Regions from separate parts of the Gossypium hirsutum genome. Here region 2 is linked to region 1. A link is a contact called in public Hi-C data. All regions are on one chromosome and are shown on one strand. The core of a region is the stretch at or near the end of the contact, and the rest is flanking DNA. Distances in the headings are between cores, read along the strand shown.

Evidence for each region. Hi-C and Micro-C count contacts between places; a contact is called where the count stands out from the background.
Region 2: a Hi-C map of leaf shows a contact between it and region 1, with 3 times the contacts expected there. The contact joins the promoter of LOC107950900 here to the promoter of LOC107902292 in region 1. A contact is called at or near these places in 6 of 34 Hi-C or Micro-C datasets (anther, callus, hypocotyl and 1 more).

Annotation. Positions count from the first base shown.
Region 1 is chrA08:11,126,768-11,129,906 of Gossypium_hirsutum_v2.1, reverse strand. It overlaps LOC107902292 (calmodulin), which reads right to left and starts at 1,860. Exons shown (of 4, transcript XM_041075847.1): 1 at 1,445-1,860; 2 at 1,156-1,331; 3 at 1,004-1,081; 4 at 645-915. The coding sequence starts at 1,320. The coding sequence ends at 778. LOC107902204 (2-methyl-6-phytyl-1,4-hydroquinone methyltransferase, chloroplastic) reads right to left here. Exons shown (of 3, transcript XM_016828445.2): 3 at 2,124-2,561. The coding sequence ends at 2,406.
Region 2 is chrA08:11,282,859-11,285,942 of Gossypium_hirsutum_v2.1, reverse strand. It overlaps LOC107950900, which reads right to left and starts at 1,557. Exons shown (of 16, transcript XR_001698261.2): 1 at 1,369-1,557; 2 at 1,134-1,211; 3 at 681-764; 4 at 400-573; 5 at 156-224; 6 at 1-52.

The DNA of each region.
Region 1 (3,139 bases), core at 611-3,110:
TCAAAAAATTTAGCAACAAATTTTTTTTAAAAAAAACCAATTAAGCCCTTTAAAAGTTTGTTTATAATTTTATAAAATTATTTAAAAGGGCTTAATTGATTATGATTTTATAAAATTTGTTTAGAAATTTTATGATTTTTTAAACAAAATTTGATTTTGAAAAGTGATTAACTGATTTTTTTTTAATTTGTTACTAAAAGCTTTTTGACTTTAAATTTTTTTTAATTTACTAAGGCTTCTTAATTGGTTAGTAAGACTTTTTTAACCTTTATATATAAACACTAAAACAAGCATTTAATAGCACAATTTTAACGTAAAATTATTTATTTTTCAGTAATGAAACTAAAATATAATCTAAGATATAATATAGGAGTTTTATGGTACTTTTACCTAGATAATTTGTACATACAACCATGTTATATAATTATTTATAGATTTGTGTGGATAGTGTATAGGTAGGTGTCATGTGAGGTTTGAGTTTCTGTAACTTGACGCAAAAGATATTTAGCGGAAGGTATGAACAAGAAAATGATACTACTCGCGCGATGAGCCGCAGTTTTATTTTTATTTTCTTTTTTTGTAAACGAAGTATATATAACATATTTTTATTATATAATATCAGACAAATAAATGATGGAGAATGGTTAGGCTCGAAGTATAGATGTTATTTATTAAATGTATCACCATCTATCTAAGGGTTACAGTTATTTGCAATCTGACAATAGGTGGCTATGAAGGGGACATATCCGACAAAGAAAGCAAATCCATGAAAGAGTTTCATAGGGTCACCATCATCATCCTTCCAAACTCATCAAAGCTCACAACTCCATCACCATCTAAGTCGGCTTCTCTGATCATCTGTTCTGCTTCTTCCATTGTCAGTCTTTCTCCCATGTTCATCATTACTTGTCTTAACTGCATTTCAAACATGGGTTTTTGGTCAACTCCATGTACCAATGATTCAATGTTGCAAAGAAAGATATGTTACAGTGTGTGTTTAAACCTCATTTGCTGATATAAATCCATCTTGATCCCGGTCGAATACTTTGAAAGCTTCTTTTAGCTCATCCACCTCATTTTCCTACAAGTTCAATTCATTATTTGCCTCATCAAACAAAACAAAACATGAGCATTATTGGTTTTATTTTTATTTACCTGCATTTTTCTAGCCATAATATTCACGAAATCTACAGAGTCAATCTTCCCTTTTCTTTCAATATCATCAGCCTCGTTAATCACCATCATCATCATCATGTTTTGATCTTCTTTTATAGGGTTTGCATCATCTAATGTCTGGATCACTGATGCCAGCTCTTCCATGGTAATGAAACCTGCAATAATTTTACATCAATGTAAACATGTGTTTCAAAGAATGGAAAAGTATGCCCAACATCAGTCGACCTAGTTCGACTGCAACGTGACTAGATATCGAAGGGTCTCATACCCAAAAAAGGAATGATGGCATACCATCTGAATCTTTATCGATCAAGCAAAACACTTCCCGAAACTCGGCAACTTGATCATCTGCCATGCTGAACTAATGAAAACTCTATGCTTGTGTCGAAGAATGAAGAAATGGGAATGTGATACTGGCCTTCTATGTAAGATTATATATAAAAAGGGAGTGGGTAAGAAAAAAAATGAGACAAAAACTTTTTGGATTAGTCTAAGTTGTATTCAAAGAAAGAATTTTCTAGAAAATTAGTGCAACCTATTGAATAAAGATACAGGATCACCCTTTTTTTTTCTTTCTTTCTTTAGTTTAGTTTAGTTAGCATAGCTATTTAATTGATCGACATCACAATCGTGCGAACAAAAAGATTGTAAAGGTGGGAATTCGATTATAGAAAAGGTTATTCAACACAGTGGTCAAAAGTATTGTAGTAGAATTTGTTTTTCTAGGCATCACATGATAGAGATAGATGCAAATTCGATTGCTTAAAATAATCATGATTACAAATGATGATTTAAATACTGGCTAATTGGAAAAGAAAAATGAAAAAGTGGCAGTCAATGTTGAACAAACATATCCATTTCAGATCAATTGAGTATTTCAGATGGTTTTGGCAGATAAAATATCCAAGAAATAAAGTTTTCGGAAAGAAATTAAGTGACACACAAACTCAAATATAAAACATCTCATATTATTATTCATTTATAGATGCAGCTTTAAAGTATATCCAAAACTTAGGAGGGACGACTGGTTTTGATGAACCATAAAACGGACATTGACGAAAATATATCCAAAGCTAAAGAAAAAAGAAGAGGTTGAATTTACTTGAAAGGTTAGGTTTTATTTCAGAAATGCAAAACACCCTTCATGGTCTAGCATAGGATATATATATATATACTAAAGAGATGTATGCAACTTGGAAGGGCAGAACAGCAGAAGTTCATTTCTTTCTTTAGATTGGTTGACCCTCTGGTACAATTTGATCTTTGAGCCACATGTAGATAGGAACCAGTACATAATATGCTGCTGCAGTGGCACCCAACATGAAGCGTAAGAGAAATACAAACGGATTTACCGGCTTTGATACATCCTCTGCCTTAGGTCCAAGCTGCATAAGATAAAGAATGATAAAATCAAAAATTAAATGATGATTGCTTTCACTTCAGTTCCATGAATTCATGTTCACCGGTGAGTGCCAGATGCAGAAAGTATATTATATCCCATGAGCTCAATGTTAACAGTATAATAAAAATATAGCCCAGGTTATATTAACAGCACAGTAAGAATGGATTGGGGCTTAGGGTTGAATGAATCAAGATAGTTATCTACAATCCAATGTCCATGATGCTGAACCAAGTAAAGAGTTTAATACAGTAAACACAAATCGGTAGAGCTGTACCAAATACATCAGTTCCATACATCTTATAGCTCTTCTTTCAGTTCCAGTAATCAAGCATCATCTGAAAATGTATGCACCTAAAAGACTAGAAGAGATCTAGATAATCTCATAGACCAAAGAAATCAATTCCATCTTCATATCACGAAAGACCGAGGTGGGAGATGAATGAGAGATGATTACAAGGGGCTATTAGAAAACACTTATCAATTATGTGCCAAAGTAAACTTATTTATTGATTGTTGACTGAGAGCTTCTTTGACTGAACAACAAAGGCAGAACCAGAATTT
Region 2 (3,084 bases), core at 308-2,807, 160 kb before region 1:
TGTTCATCCACAAATTAATTGAAGAAAGATTTTTTTCCTCCAAAATTGCAGGCTGTGCAAATCAAGCAGTTGCAATCAGAATTTCCTAGCATTACTAGTTCTTCTTTAGAGAACTAACTAGTAATAACAAGCAGTTGAGAAAGAAATATGCAGACCAACTGAATGTCCTCCTGTAGAGTTTCCAATTGAACTCTCTCTTCATTCTCAGCATTTATAATTGGAATCTGAATCGGAAGTATAAAAATTCAACAATTACATTCATGCTTAAAAAGAAAATTGAAATGAAGGACACACAGGAAAAGTGAAATCCATCTGGTCTCAACATATTAAATAAACAAAGCAAAAGCAGAAAAAAATGTTAACAGAGACGTCAGTGATCACAGAACTTTGAGTAGCGACCTGTGCTAGGTAGATTTGTTTTGGAGCAGCATCTACAAATGGTGAACAGCCTTGCTCTGTGTCAGATTCTTCAAGTTGATGCCCTTGTGAATTAGAATTAATACTGCAAGAATTACCGACATTTTGCCTATGCCATTTACAAAAGGCAATAAAAGTGGAAAATGGTAATGGAACCTGTAAACAAATGCAAAACCAAATTGATCACAATTCTCGCATCCACCCAAGAGAGAAAATGTATCACAAGCCTCAGTGTATGAAGAACATGAGAATTAGTGAATTACCCTCTCATGGCTTCTAAGATCACCGTAAAACACCGGTGCAGTTTGAGATAACATAGCCTCCACCATGAATGATCCTACCCGTTCCTAAAGTTATACTCAAACAAGAAAAATACTAAAATAAATACTTTAATTGAATATATAAAATGCACAATTCCACTAAAAAAATGTAACTCTAGAAACCATATCCAACATGTATAACGCACTAATTCAAGCTCTTGCCTATTAATTAACTTATTGAATAGACTATCACAGATGTAAATAAAACAAATGTAAAACTAGTGCTACTTTTCTAGATTTGAAACTCAATGCATAATTATGTCTTTCAACATTATATACAAAAATATTATTTACTTCCAAAACGTTATCCATTTTACTAAAAATCCAGCAACTTAAAATATTTTGACTCGAAAAGCGAGCATAAAAATTGTAGTAATTATAAAAGGATAAGCAAACCTCCAGATAACCGAGGCCTCCATTAGAAGGATTCCACTTGGAAACGGCTTTCCAGTCCTTAACGCATCCAACGAACACCTTTCAAAACGAAATAAAAATCAATGAACTAAGATTGAAGCAACTACCGCTTATATAAATTAGCAAAAGGAAAAAAAAAGTTCGGACCAATTTTTCTCGAAAAACGAACAGAGAAAGGGAAAAAAGAAACAAAAAGTTGAGAAAACAGAAAAATTACGGCGGGAACATTTCGAGATTCAATCTGAGAGGCGAACTGTGCAGCTGATGGGAGTTGATCGAAGCTCTGGAGTCGTACAGAGTCTTCCATTTATTTTTTCACTAATTTGTAACAAGCTTTTCACGTTAAAAAAAAAAAAAGCTTTTCAGCCTGAAGAATTTCGTAGTTCGGCCTTTGGATTTTATTTGAGTGAGAAGTGAACCATTGGAGCGTTGAGGCCTGAGAGAGTCCCAACAAGGCTTTCTTAAGTTTCATTTGATTGTAAAAAGCAGGTCTAGGTCTATCATAGACTTTCGATGGCCCTTTCTTTCCAAAGAATACACATCAATGGGCCGAATCATGACTTCTGATTAAATTACTAAAAAAATGCTGATTTTTTTTAAAATTACTAGAATAAGCTGATTTTTGAAATATTTATGGGTATAGACCGATTTAGGACTGAAAGTATTTTTAGGTGAAATCTAGAAAAACGATTTCAGCCGGAAGTACTTTTTGTGTGTCACTAGTAAAACGCTTCCAAACACTTCTAGTTGGAAGCGTTTTCCCCTCAATGGATACTTTTCCAACGACTATTTTGGAAGTGTTTTCCCCTCAATGGATACTTTTCCAACGACTATTTTAAATAGCTGTTGTCCCCTCTCCAATGGTAAAAAAAAAACTATAAAACCCCCACCCTTACTCATTTCTCATAAAATTCTCTCAATTTCTCAAACCACTCTCAAAATTCTTTCAAATTTTCAATTTTTTTTCAAAAATCTAAATTATATTTTCTATTAGATTTTTTATTAATATTTTCTGAAAATATATTTTTTAAATTAATTCGTGTTCTATATAATTAGCAATGGTCGATTCTCTAATCAATCATGATGACAAGTACATTTTCGTCATTCAATTGCAAATGGTAAGAATAAATTTTAATAAATTTCAATTTTTGTTTAATTTTTTATTTCATTGTTATATATTAACTTAATATTTTGATTTTTTACGTAAATAGGCGAAATATCGAATTTTTCAATGCTATATCCGTAATCCACTCAGTCTTCCATCATCGTCGATTGAACATATTTAAGGGAAACCAGTGTTTTGGCACATGGCCCTTGTAGGCCGGGGATGTAAGTTGGACTCAAAACTCGTAGGCGCATTGGTGGAGAGGTGGAGACCCGAGATGCACACATTTCATCTTCCATATGGTGAGTGTACTATCACTCTAGAGGACGTGCATTTACAGTTGGGTTTGACCATAGATGGGTCAGTAGTCACCAGGTCTGTTTAGTCTGGTGAGTGACAAGGCATATGTGGTGAACTTTTGGGTTCAGTTTCGGAAACAATTTACGGAGGTCGGATCAAAATAGCTTGGATAAGAACAACTTTCGCCGCGCTGGATGAGGATTCGACTGAAGTCAAAAGAGAATGACACACTTGGACGTACATCCTTCAGATCATCAAGGGTATCCTAATGCCGGACAAGTCATGAACACTCGTCCATCTAAGATGGTTGTTGAAACTTCAGTTGGAGGTTTGTCGTGTTGGTAACATTGTACCGAGAGATATGTCGAGCGACACAACTAGGAAAAATCAAAATTGGTAGTTGGATTTTACTATTGCAATCATGGATGCGGTACTAATTTTCATTTTTATGTTCTCGAGCAAACTACTTGTATACATTCCCACTCGTAACAAGATAAAATTTAGTAGACATTTTAATAATAAGATTTA